Regions from separate parts of the Macaca mulatta genome. Here region 2 is linked to region 1. A link is a contact called in public Hi-C data. All regions are on one chromosome and are shown on one strand. Each heading gives the region's core, a stretch centred on a gene start, on an enhancer-like site or on the middle of the called end of the contact. The rest is flanking DNA. Distances are from core to core; before and after follow the strand shown. Region 1 has its middle 54 kb from the start of PPFIBP1. Region 2 overlaps PPFIBP1 (PPFIA binding protein 1).

Evidence for each region. A called contact is a pair of places that touch in the nucleus more often than the background predicts.
Region 2: a contact with region 1 is called in a Hi-C map of fibroblasts, with 2.2 times the contacts expected there. The contact joins two enhancer-like sites. A contact is called at or near these places in 3 of 14 Hi-C or Micro-C datasets (CD4 T cells, fibroblasts and liver).

What each region holds. Positions count from the first base shown.
Region 1 is chr11:29,875,288-29,881,398 of T2T-MMU8v2.0, forward strand. No RefSeq gene overlaps it. Among named protein-coding and RNA genes, the nearest start is that of PPFIBP1, 54 kb to the right of the region's middle. Within about 2 kb of position 2,909, at least 37 of the 40 cell types and tissues checked have an H3K27ac peak or open chromatin away from gene starts, as enhancers often do.
Region 2 is chr11:29,980,243-29,986,353 of T2T-MMU8v2.0, forward strand. All of the region lies in intron 1 of PPFIBP1 (PPFIA binding protein 1), which reads left to right. Among named protein-coding and RNA genes, the nearest start is that of PPFIBP1, 51 kb to the left of the region's middle. Within about 2 kb of position 2,414, at least 1 of the 40 cell types and tissues checked has an H3K27ac peak or open chromatin away from gene starts, as enhancers often do.

The DNA of each region.
Region 1 (6,111 bases), core at 1,659-4,158:
TCTTTTGTTTTCTGGATTCTGGATGGCAGCTGTTATCACTCCAGCTGCAGAGAGGATGGGAGGCGACTTCCTGTTTTTCTATCCTGCCATCTCTGTGGGGGTGGGACATTCCCTCCCCCATCTCCTGTGGCTGCCTGTAGTTTTGGAAGAATGTGAGCCTGGATGCAGCCGTCCTGACTAGGGCTGTAGGAATGGCTGGTAGCCACCCAGCCTCTGTTTGAAGGCATCTGGGAGCAAGACAGGCAACAGACACTGATGGACAAGTTGTGTCCCTGACTGTGGGACAGGGAAGGGTGAGTAGCTAAGAGAAAGGTGAAGTAGTTGGTCCAGAAGTAATCTGAGGGAGTTAAGGGTGTTGAACAAATGGTGGGTAGGGGTGTGGGAGAACGGAAGGGCTCTGGCCAAAGCATAAAAAGATAGAAAGAGAGAGAGAGGAAAAAAAAGAACAAGAAGAAACAGTTAGTTTTTGTCTGAGATATTATTTGGGGATACAGTGCATTTAAAGAATGGAAGAGAATAGAAATGATACAATGATCCATTTTCTCACGCCCTGTATTTTTATTGAGCCTTTTCCTTGAATTGGGTACAAGGAATATAAAGAGGTCCTATAAGCAATATGCTTGCTCTTCAGAGTTTGGGAAGGCAGGAAAGGCATTTAACTGGACATGTATAACCACATGTTTACACATCTCTACAATCTCAATCCTTATAACAACCTTTAACGTAGGTATTGTCAGCCCTATTTTAAAGAGGAGGTAACTGAGATTAGGGATGGATGTTTTAGTGACTTGCCCAAAGTTACCCAATAGGTAAGTGGCAGAGCCAGGCCAAGAACCTTGAGTCCTTTTTTCTGTCCGCTGTAACACACAGCTAAGTCTTGGCACAGGACAAGGACTTTAATTAGGCTTTGAGAGAAGGGTGGGACTTAACACACAGATGAGTGGGGATTCCGGTTAGGCCGAAAGGTGAGAATGAAGCAGGGATCTGTGAGTAGACCTGTTTTGACTACAGAGAGGGTTTCCTGGGAGCGAAGTAGGAGATAAGCTGGGAAAGGGAAGTAGAAGCCAGATAAGGGAGAGTTTTAAATGGCTAGAAAAGAATTGCCGGGAAAGGGGGACCCGATTTAGAGGGGAAGAGGTTGATGACAAAACCAAACATTTTAGAAAACTCATCTGGTAGTGGTACAGAGAAAGAATTAGAATTGGGGGAAACTGGAGTCAGAAATTCAAGTCAAGAGTTTGGGATAGTGCAGGCCTGACAAGCAACAAGGGGGTAATGATACAAAGTAGGTCTGTGAGGGCAGTGGCCCAAGCCTGTGGATTTCTTGTAGCATTCTATTGTTTGAAAAAATATATATTATGGACACTCAATACTTGAGATATGGAAAGAAAAACTATGGCTTTGGAGTCAAATAGACCTTGGTTTCAATCCAAGTTCCGGGTGATCTGGAGAAATTTACTTACATAACTTTGCTGAGCCTTTGATTCCTTATGTTAAAATAGGGCTAATAACACTCAATTTACAGGATGATTGGGAAGATTAAACAAGACACAATGCTGGATTCTGTGCATCCCTCTACAATTTTTGGCAGATCGGTGAAATGTAAGGCATGTCATCAATCAAAAAACAATGAAGCCTGGCGCGGTGGCTCACACCTGTAATCCCAGCAGTTTGTGAGGCAGAGGCAGGTGGATCACTCGAGGTCAGGATTTCGAGACCAGCCTGGCCAGCATGGCAGAAACCCCTCTCAACTAAAAATACAAAAATTAGCCGGGTGTGGTGGTGGGCGCCTGTAGTCCCAGCTACTCGGAGGATGAGGCAGGAGAATCACTTGAACCCGGGAGGAGAAGGTTGCTGTAAGCCAGATCGTGCCACTGCACTCCAGCCTGGGTGACAGAGTGAGCTGTTTTTTAAAAAAAAAAAGAGAAAAAAAGAAAGTTATTAATTCACTATATTTCTAGAAGATGGTGGGTTATATGCTACCTATATCTCACACAAATAAAGCTGCTTTTCACCATTCAGTCCTGCCTCTAAGTAGCATCTGCCTTGAAAGAACCATCTTCTGAGAATCTTTCTCTTCTGTCAGCCAAGGGGATTATACCGCATGATATCTGTCAAGGATAAACGTTAGTTAATTCTTAATTGATAGCTCAGCCACTACAATTGGTTCCATTCAACAGTAATTATTCTCATGTGGTTTGTGGAACTCAATTGTGAGGTCCCTCCTTCCTCCACCCTTTTCAGTGTGTGCATTAAAACAGCAGCCTTAAGGTCTTTAAACGAGTAAATAAATTTTTCTTGCTTCAGAGATTCAATTTTACTTGCCCGAGAAGCTTGTGTGGTGTGATTTTCATCGCTAAAAGCAAAAGCAGCCATGTGGCTGATAACACCACTTAGCAATTCAAAGCTCGGTCACCGTTTTCAGGAGTCTCTTCCAAATCTTTCTGAAGTGCTTTTGAAGCTCTACATTCCCCGTCTAAGGGAACACCCAGCAGTCCCAGGATAAAAGGGCAGAAGGGTGAGCTGACGTTTTCCTTTATTTGCATGGCTTAAAGCTAGCCATTTTCTACACCACGCGCCGCCGGGCTCGTACATGCCCGTGTGCCCGTGACACTGAGGCAATTGTTTCTCCTTAAAAAGGGGGTTCGCGTGGGTTAGTTTCGTTTCTGATCTGCAATCTCAGTAACTACAACAAGAAAAGTCTAAAACTCGACCCGCCAGGTTCTTCCCCATCGCATTATCTCCGTTCCTTAGAGATAGCAGGAAGGGCAGCATTTTCTTCCATCCACCCACTTTCAGCCCTAGTCTGGCTCAGCGAGGAATGTATAAAATTAGTGGACTCCTCTGAGTGACGTTCCCCGGCTCCAATCAGCGGGCGCGCAGGCGCCTCCGGCTCCGCCCCACTGCTGACTCTCTTTGGCTGATTCCTGCAGGGAGGGAGGAGAGAAGGGCGGCAGTGGGAGGGGGAGGTACCTGAACTGGGAGTGATGTCAGCTCCCAGCTCGGTGCCTGCCCGGATTCCTGACATGGTGTAGTGCAGGCAGGGTGGGGAAGGGACGGGGAAGGACTCGTGTGCTGCGAGCCGGCGGACGGGCCGGAGTGCTGGGGCTTTGAGCTCCAAGAGGAGGTGGACGAGAACTTTTGGAACTAGTGCCGGCGGCTCTCCACCCCCCAGGTAAGGGCGTTTTGCTCCACTACGAGACGGGAGGGAAGTGGCACCGTTGTGTGGCTGCAGCTGGCTGTTGCAGCTGCTCCTCCTCTTCCCTGGGTCGATTTCCTTGTGCAACTCACTCCTGTTTCCCAATGGGAATGGGCACTTTTGGGGGGTGGTAGGGGTGGAGGGTAGGGCTTAACTCCTGGGGCTCCGACCGAGCTTGTACGTGAAGAATACTCCAGGATTGGACGTTTAGGTCTTGTCTGTATCCTTAGACCCCCACACCCTAGGTTCCCAGTAATACCTGAGAACCCCAACCAGAGGGGTGTGTGTCTCTCTACATTGGGGGATTTTAAAATGCCGCAAAAAAATTATGAATCATCGACTCAAAAATTATGCTCGTTGAAAAGAAAAAAAGTTTTGTATTTTTTTTGTCTCCTTGTGGCCTATTATATATTAAAAGAATATCAGTGTTATTCTTATATATCAATGTAAAATATCCTTTTGTGTAATCCAGTCAGGACGTGAGAAATTCACTTGGGGTGTGTATTAATTATGAGCTTGTGGGAAAACTCGTCTCTTGGGGGCACACTTCTAAAACTGCAACTAGTATTCGCTCATTTTAACCGAGAAATCCCTTCAGCTGCCAACTTTGTATTTGGAGGGGTTAGGATGGCTGCTGAGAATCTTCAGATCTGTTTCCTGTGGCTGCTTTAAAGGTGGGCTGGTAGTTGTGTTTTCAGGGATCTCTTTTAGAGAAGGGAGTTTTAACAGGGAAATGCGGTAGAAGGCGTGGCATATAAACTCTTAATTATAGAGTCGTGAATTTTTCAACATGTGGGACCAAAACAAATCCTTTCTTTCAGTGAGAACTGCGGAGAGCAATAGAAAGAGAACTTGATTTCAAAGTCCAAGTTTGGTATTTTGGGAAAGCAATTGCCTGTCGGGAGGAAAAAGATACTTTAAGAAGTGAAAAGATACTTTAAGAAGTGAAAGAACAGAATTCTGATTTTTGTTTATTTCCTGTTTCAAACGCTGTCTTTTTCCTGTGTGGAGATTTTGTGTGCCCTGGTCACTAACTGGGTGTGATTGACTTTCTCGAAGGGGCGGGGAAATTGACTCCATACACTGATTCAGGACCCTCTCATCAGTGCTTTAAGGCTCTCTTCTGGAGCAGGAAGGAAAAAAAAAAAAAAAGTCAGCGCTGAGACTCCTGAGTCAAGTTTCCCCTTTCTTTCACCGAAGTTCCTCCTTAGCAGTGAGGATCCTACTGTTGCCAGGTCTGGAGGAAATGGGAGTGGACTTCATTGTGAGTCAAAATCCATATCCCAGGCCCCTGAAGGAAAAAGCATTTCCAGGAGATGGAGAAACAAAGAAGACACAACAGTACCTCTAGTAAACCCAAGTCAGGAAATGGGATAGAGGACTATCCATGGGGTTCTCTATCTTTCTAGCCAGATGATCATTAGGTTTCAGAACTAGAAAGAAGTGTTTGGTTGTGCCGTTGTTTATGACATACCTGGGTCTGTATTGTTCTTAGTTCCTGCAAAAATTAAATAGGGTGGATAAATAGCAGGCTTTTTGAGAAAGGAAAATTTGCTTTATTGGAAAGACAAGAACATTTTAATTTTGGTTTGTATTTTGGCTTAAGACACAAAAATTGCAAATGGCTCTGCAATAATGGTGAACAAGTCTTTTCTATTTATGTTCTATGGGGAGTACATAAAACATACCATATTTCCAGTGTACTTTTTCAGTAGGATAGAGCTGTGGAGTGGGATAATGTGAACTCAGTGTAGTGTTCCTTGGTTGATAGTGTTCCAACTGCATTTGTAATACCAAAAGATGGGGCTGCAAAAGCCAGACGGTTAAGTAGAGAAGAGTATCTTTAGGACGTTATCCTTATGTGCCAAATTCAGATTTACACTTTCTTTCCAAGAAACTAGTCCTAGTTGAGGGACTTGAATATACCAAAACTCTAAATTTGATTCACAGTTTGAGTAATAGCAGTAATTTTACATACTTAATTTAAACCAATATTTCTCTTTCTCAGTCCATGTTTATGAGGCAGATCTGGTGAGGAAAACACAGAATACTTAAAAGATGTTTGAGTTATTGAGAAAGGTAGGATCAGGTTTTGGTTAAATTACTTTTGACCCACAACTGTCATACTTCCAAGAGCAATTTTAAAAATTAAGGTCGGCCGGGTGCGGTGGCTCACGCCTGTAATCCCAGCACTTGAGTCAGGTGGATCACCTGAGGTCAGGAGTTCGAGACCAGCCTGGCTAACATGGTGAAACTCCGTTTCTACTAAAAATACAAACAAATTGCCGAGTGTGGTGGCGGGCGCTTGTAGTCCCAGCTACTTGGGAGGCTGAGGCAGGAGAGGGAGGCTGAGGCAGGAGAGGGAGGCTGAGGCAGGAGAGGGAGGCTGAGGCAGGAGAGGGAGGCTGAGGCAGGAGAATCGCTTGAACTTGGGAGGCGGAGGTTGCAGTGAGCTGAGATCTCATTATTGCACTCCGGCTTGGGCAACAAGAGTGAAACTCCATCTCAAAAATAAATAAATAAAATAAAATAAAAATTAAGGTCATTAGGCCTTAATGAATAAATGTTGATTTGAAATCCAGGGACACATTGAAGTTCCAGATCAATGGTGCCTAATTTCAAGGGCATCATTGACATTTTTTGGGAACAAGTTCACTGAGGGACAGTTAATTAACTGTTTATATAGTCTTTTTGTTACTCCCTGTTCCACCATGAGATAAATCAGAACAAGGTAATTTTTCCCTCAGTTACTGACTAGCTGACTTCTTTTAAAACCTTTCATATTCATACAACATTTGTATAAGTTAATTTAGATTATGTTGATAATTTGTTACATTAAAATTAACTTTTTATTTATATCCCAAACCAGCATAATTTTCAAACTGTTAACTGAAAGAAGACCTTATTCAGCA
Region 2 (6,111 bases), core at 1,164-3,663, 100 kb after region 1:
TCAGCTCACTGCAATCTCAGCCTCCCAGGTTCAAGTGATTCTCCTGCCTCAACCTCCCGAGTAGCTGGGACTATAGGCACAAACCATCATGCCCAGCTAATTTTTGTATTTTTTAGTAGAGATAGGGTTTTGCCATGTTGGACAGGCTGGTCTCAAACTCCTGACCTCAAGTGATCTGCCTGCCTTGGCCTCCCAAAGTGCTGGATTACAGGGGTGAGCCACTGCACCTGGCCTTATTTTACAGTGTGAAGCCTCCTCAGGAGGCTAAGGTGGGAGGATCACTTGAGCCCAGGAGTTTGAGGCTAGCCTGGGCAATATAGCCAGACCCCAATTTTTAAAAAAGTTGTGTTGTAACATTAGATATCACCCTTGCTGCCAACACTCCCTACCTTTTCTGGTTTCACCACTTCCCCTGCCCCTGTTTTGCCCTTTCCAAGTGATTCTGAATTAATTTTCTAGGGATGTTAGAGCAGATTGGTGGTGAAAACGGTTTGGGCTCATGGAGTGGGAAGGAAAAAAATATGTGATGACAGATATATAGCAGAGAATCAGAAAACAAGGTTATATTTAAGAATCTAAAATGTTGCAGACATAAGGACCTACAATGGTTGAGGTTTAAAGGCAGAGATTTTTTGAATTAAAACCTGAATGGCTTCTTCAAAGCTGTTATTTTTGGATGAAAAGTAAGAAGCTGAGGAATGGGGAGAGGAATTCTGCCCTTATTTACCTTGTCAGCCAATTCCCACCTCATCTGGGCAGGGCTTGTTGTCCCAAGGACGAAAGACAGGCCTCAGTGTGTGTGAGTCTAGTGATTGAGTGTGCCTCAGAGCCAGTGGGCGGGCTTGGAAAAACACAAATTGCTGGGCCTGCCCCTGGAGGTTCTGATTCAGTAGACCTAGGGTGGGGTTCAGGGATTTGCATTTCTTTCTTTCTTTTCTTTTCTTTTCTTCTTTTCTTTTCTTTTCTTTTCTTCCTTTCCTTCCCTTTCCCTTTCCCTTTCCCTTTCCTTTCCTTTCCTTTCCTTTCCCTTTCCCTTTCCCTTTCCCTTTCCCTTTCTCTTTCTTTCTTTCTTTTCTTTCTTTCTTTCTTTCTTTCTTTCTTTCTTCCTTTCTTCCTTTCTTCCTTTCTTCCTTTCTTTCTTTCTTTCTTTCTTTCTTTCTTTCTTTCTTTTCTTTCTTTTCTTTCTTTCTTCCTTCCTTCCTTCCTTCCTTCCTTCCTTCCTTCCTTCCTTCCTTCCTTCCTTCCTTCCTTCCTTCCTTCCTTCCTTCCTTCCTTCCTTCCTTTCTTCCTTTCTTCCTTTCTTTCTTTCTTTCTTTCTTTCTTTCTGATGGAGTCTTGCTCTGTCGCCCAGGCTGGATTGCAGTGGTGCAATCTTGGCTCACTGCAACCTCTACCTCCTGGGTTCAAGCAATTCTCCTGCCTCAGCATCCCCAGTAGCTGGGACTACAGGTGCGCACCACAATGCCCAGCTAATTTTTGTATTTTTAGTAGAGATGGGATTTCACCATGTTGGTCAGGCTGGTCTCAAACTCCTGACCTCAAGTGATCTGCCCACCTCTGCTCCCCAAAGTGCTGGGATTACAGGTGTGAGCCACCATGTCTGGTGGGATTTGCATTTCTTACTAGCTCACAGGTGATGCTGCTGTTCCAAACCACTGACTTACTAGTACCTGTTTCTCCCTTTAGATCTGGTTTGGTTTTTGTTTTAAATTAATTTTTATAAGTACATAGTAGGTATGTGCCTTTATGGGGTACATGAGATATTGATACAGGCATAATGATCACATCAGGGTAAACGGGGTATCTGTCACCTCAAGCGTCTGTCATTTCTTTGTGTTACAGACATTCCAATTATATTCTTTAGTTATTTATGAATGTACAGTAAATTGTTGTTGATGGTTGTTACTCTGTTGTGCTTCAAATATGATCTCTCTTTTTAAGATAGTTTCTCTTTGCTGAGATTGTATTGCTGCATGCATTGGCAATCATTGTGTAACTGATTAACCTTCAAAGACAGCTCCTTGCAGGAAAAAAAAAAAAAAACTGTTGAGAAAGGTATGAGTAATTTGTGTGAAAACATATTCTATTTTCATAATGACCACAGAATACTGTGGCGTTCTACCAACCTAGTGGAATGTATGTGAACATTCTCCCTTTCTCTGGAAATTTCTTCTTTTAAGTGTCTTAGTCTCAGTGAATTCTATCTATCCTGGGTAAGAAGTTCAGGGTTCTCTTTTGAACCCAAGCATTTTACCCAAAGAAAGCTGACAAAGCTAGGACAGATGTTATTCTCACAGAAATTTAAAAGAAACTTGCTAGTTTTCTTATGGCCTTTCTTTTCTTCACAGAAAGACTGGGCAGCGAGCCTGACCTAAAACATCAGTTAGTCAGCAACCCTGCAAAAAATTATTGTGTCTTGCCAACGCTTTAGCCACCACACCCATGCCCGGAACTTTCCTTGGTATTTTACCCCATTCAAATCTGCTCTAAATGGGTCCTGACCAAACCTGAAATACACCCTGAACATATTTCTGTTAGTTTCCCCCCCGCTTTAGTCTCTTACTATAATATTTGAATCTTATACCCAAGAGCTTGCTTATCTAAAACTTTCCTAAATTTATTTTTATTAAGCCGTGGGAATAGGAAACCGGTAGCCTGAGAATTCCTGCAAACAGAACTCATTTCACTGTTTACATCACCCAACAAATAAGAGGCTTCTCCAGTTTGAACTATGACTTTGAACCCCAGCTTCACTCCTTTGTTATAGTAGTGATTAATGTTTTCCTGGTACCTTTTTCTTTAGCAAGTCATTCAAAGAAGCATATGTTAGCCACTTAGAATCCAGAAATAAATTTGCTATTTTGTGAGAATTATTGGATGGTGAAATTTTTTGTTCTTTAGGATTTTTTTTCTTTATTTTTGAGACAGGGTCTTTATCACCCAGGCTGAAGTGCAGTGGCACAATCACGGCTCACTGCAGCCTTGAGCTCCTGGGCTCAAGTGATCCACCCACTTCAGCCTCCTGAGCAGCTGGGACTACAGATACATGCCACTACACCCACCTTAGTTTGTATTATTTTTTGTAGAGACAGGGTCTCACTATGTGGCCCAGGCTGGTCTCAAACTCCTGGGCTCTAGTGATCCTCCTGCCTTGGCCTCCCAAAGTAGTGGGATTACAGGTGAATCACTGTGGCTGGCCTTGGATGGTGAAGTTGTAATTTTCTAAGTGGTTTTGTCCACTCAAAGAACTCAATTATAACTAGCAGATTTCTGGGTAAGCAAAGAATGAGAAGAAATGGAGCTGAATATTCTGAGCCTTTTATTTTAGACCATAGGTTCATATAATTGGATTATTCATGATCCTTGATTCGTGACATATTATCATCATAGTCTTAGATGCAGAGGTCCATGCATGTCCAACTTCATTCATTATTTAGTTCTTTTTTAAAGTGGAATTTTTATGTCTAATTTCTAACAACCAACTTCTCTTTCCTAATTTTTCAAATACAAAAGTTTTATTTGGAAAGTAATCCTAGAAAAGACTTAGAGAAATAAAGAAGAGAACTGATAAATGATGCATTATCAAACAAGTTACCACTCTGAGTAGATCTTAATTGTCTGGATAATTCTGGGAACCAATGTACATTACATGAATCAGAATTTTCTCTTTCTAGGGGAAAGTGTGCTGGAATATTTAAAGCTGATAACTTTAAATATTAAAGGGATATTAATTCTCTGGCATTTTCAGACTACCACATCCAATGGCAGAGGGCTCCCTGAAATCTTAGACAGTTAAAAGTTGGGCTGGCATGCATGGAATTACAGAGGGGGCACCAATTACATCTGCCACAGTTAGAAGCTAAACAGTATTATTAATGCATATGTTTCAAAGGTACTCCCAATTAAATTAGTTCCTAAATGAATTTTATGCTTTCAACATTTAGCCAACAACAAATGGTTCTTTCCTAGTTAAAATAAAGAACTTAAATGGGATTGACATTGGGATTCTTAATGCCTGACAAATTTTAAAGACCATTGCATAGTTTGATGAGTTTTGGCAAATGTATAAACTTGTGTAACCTATATCCCAATCAAGATATTGAACAGAAATTCTGCTGGTGTCTCCTTTCAGTCACTCACCATTTTCTGTAAGTAATTCTTACTCTACCTTCTATCATAGGTTGCCTGTTCTTGAATTTCATATGGAACTATCGTATAGTACATGGTCCTTTCTGTCTGGCTTCTTTTGCTCAACATAATGTTGCATGTATTATTTGTTCCATCTCTTTACTGTAGAATAATATTCCATTGTATTAGAATAATATTTTATTATATTAATTATATGAGGAAGCCCAGGGAATCTTCCTCTCAGAAATGTTTTTGAGGATTTAAGAAAGTCTTTTTAGAGACCAGGGGATTTTCCAAAGCTTTTTTATTTAGCCTTTTCATTTTTAAAAATACGTTGTCCTAGCCCTGAAAATTAACATAGCTTTATCAACACAGATGCCTGCCAAATTAGGCTGTCTCTAAAATAGCTCCAGCCATGGGCAAGGCAGAATTTTAATAAATATGGATGGTCTATTCTTAGTATTTCACCACTTCAGGTTGTGTGTTTCTCATTCTTCTGTGTAGTTCTTCAAAACCCATTTGAAATTTTTTGAAACTGATTCTGTGGCCTTGCATATATGCCTTATCCTGGTGAATATAATGTGTAGACTTGAAGGTACATTCTGCATTTGGGTCTTTTATTCTATAAATTGAGTTAGGTCAAGATAGTTGATAACATTTTCAAATCTTGTGTGTTACTAAGTTTTTTTTCCTACCTTACCTGTCAATTCAAAAGAAGGTTGTAAAAGAACAAATGATAGATGGGACAAACAGAAAAGAAATAGCGGGACAATAGACTTAAATCCAACCTTATCAGTAGATTTCAATCCAGCCAAGTCAACCGTATTTATGTTACATTAAATATAAGTGGATTAAATTCTCCCTTAACACCATCAGTTTTTGCTTCATGTATTTGGAAGCTCTGTTATTAGTTGCAAAAACATTTGCGCTTGTTGTGACTTCCTGATGAATTAACTCTTATCATTGTAAAATATCTTTCTTTCTAGTCATACTTCCTGATTTGTAGTTTTTTTAATATATCCGCTCCTGCTTTCCTATGCTTACATATGTATGTTATCTCATTTTTCATCCTTTTACTATTATATTTCTTTATATTTAAAGTCTCTATTAATAGCACATAATTAGGACTTAAAAAAACTAATCTGATGATCTCTGGCCCTTATCAGTGTTTATTCCATTTGTACTTAATGTAATTTTTAAAATGTTATTTTAAAAAATTGTTTTATTTCGGTAACTTTAAGGGTTCAAGTGGTTTTCAGTTACGTGGATGCATTGTATAGTGGTGAAGTCTGGGATTTTAGTGCTCCTGTCACCTGAATAGTGTACATTGTACCCAATAGGTAGTTTTTCATCCTTACCTTCCTCTCACTCTTCCTGCTTCTGAGTCTCCGCTGTCCGTTTATACCACTTTGTATGCCTTTGCATACCCATGGCTTAGCTCCAACTTACACAATACTTAATCCGATTATTTATGTGCTTCAGTTTAAGTCTACCACCTTGGCTATTGATTTTTCTTCCTCTTATGTGTCCGTTGTTCCTTCATTACTGCCTTTGGATTTAATAAAATTGTGACTGAGGCTGCAGGGTTGTATGAGCCCAGGAATTCAAGACCAGCCAACTGGCAACATAGTGAGACCTTGTCTCAAAAACAAACAAAAAGTAAAGTTTCTGTGAATTCATATTCTCCACAACACTGGCTATGTCAATTTTTTTCACTAATTGGGTATAAAACATCACATTCCTTCAGATTCCTCATTTATTAATGATATTAAGCACCTCTTCATATTTTTATTGGTTGAAAACATTTCTGCCAAATGATTGTTCATATCCTCACACCTCTCATTTTTTCATTGATTTCTAGGAATTCTACACTTGGAATACCACTGAACTGGACCACTTATATTTGACTACTTTTAACTTATTAGTGAAATCTTTGGCCTTTGATTCTAATGCCAGTCCCTGGCTACCTGTTTAATTTGCAAA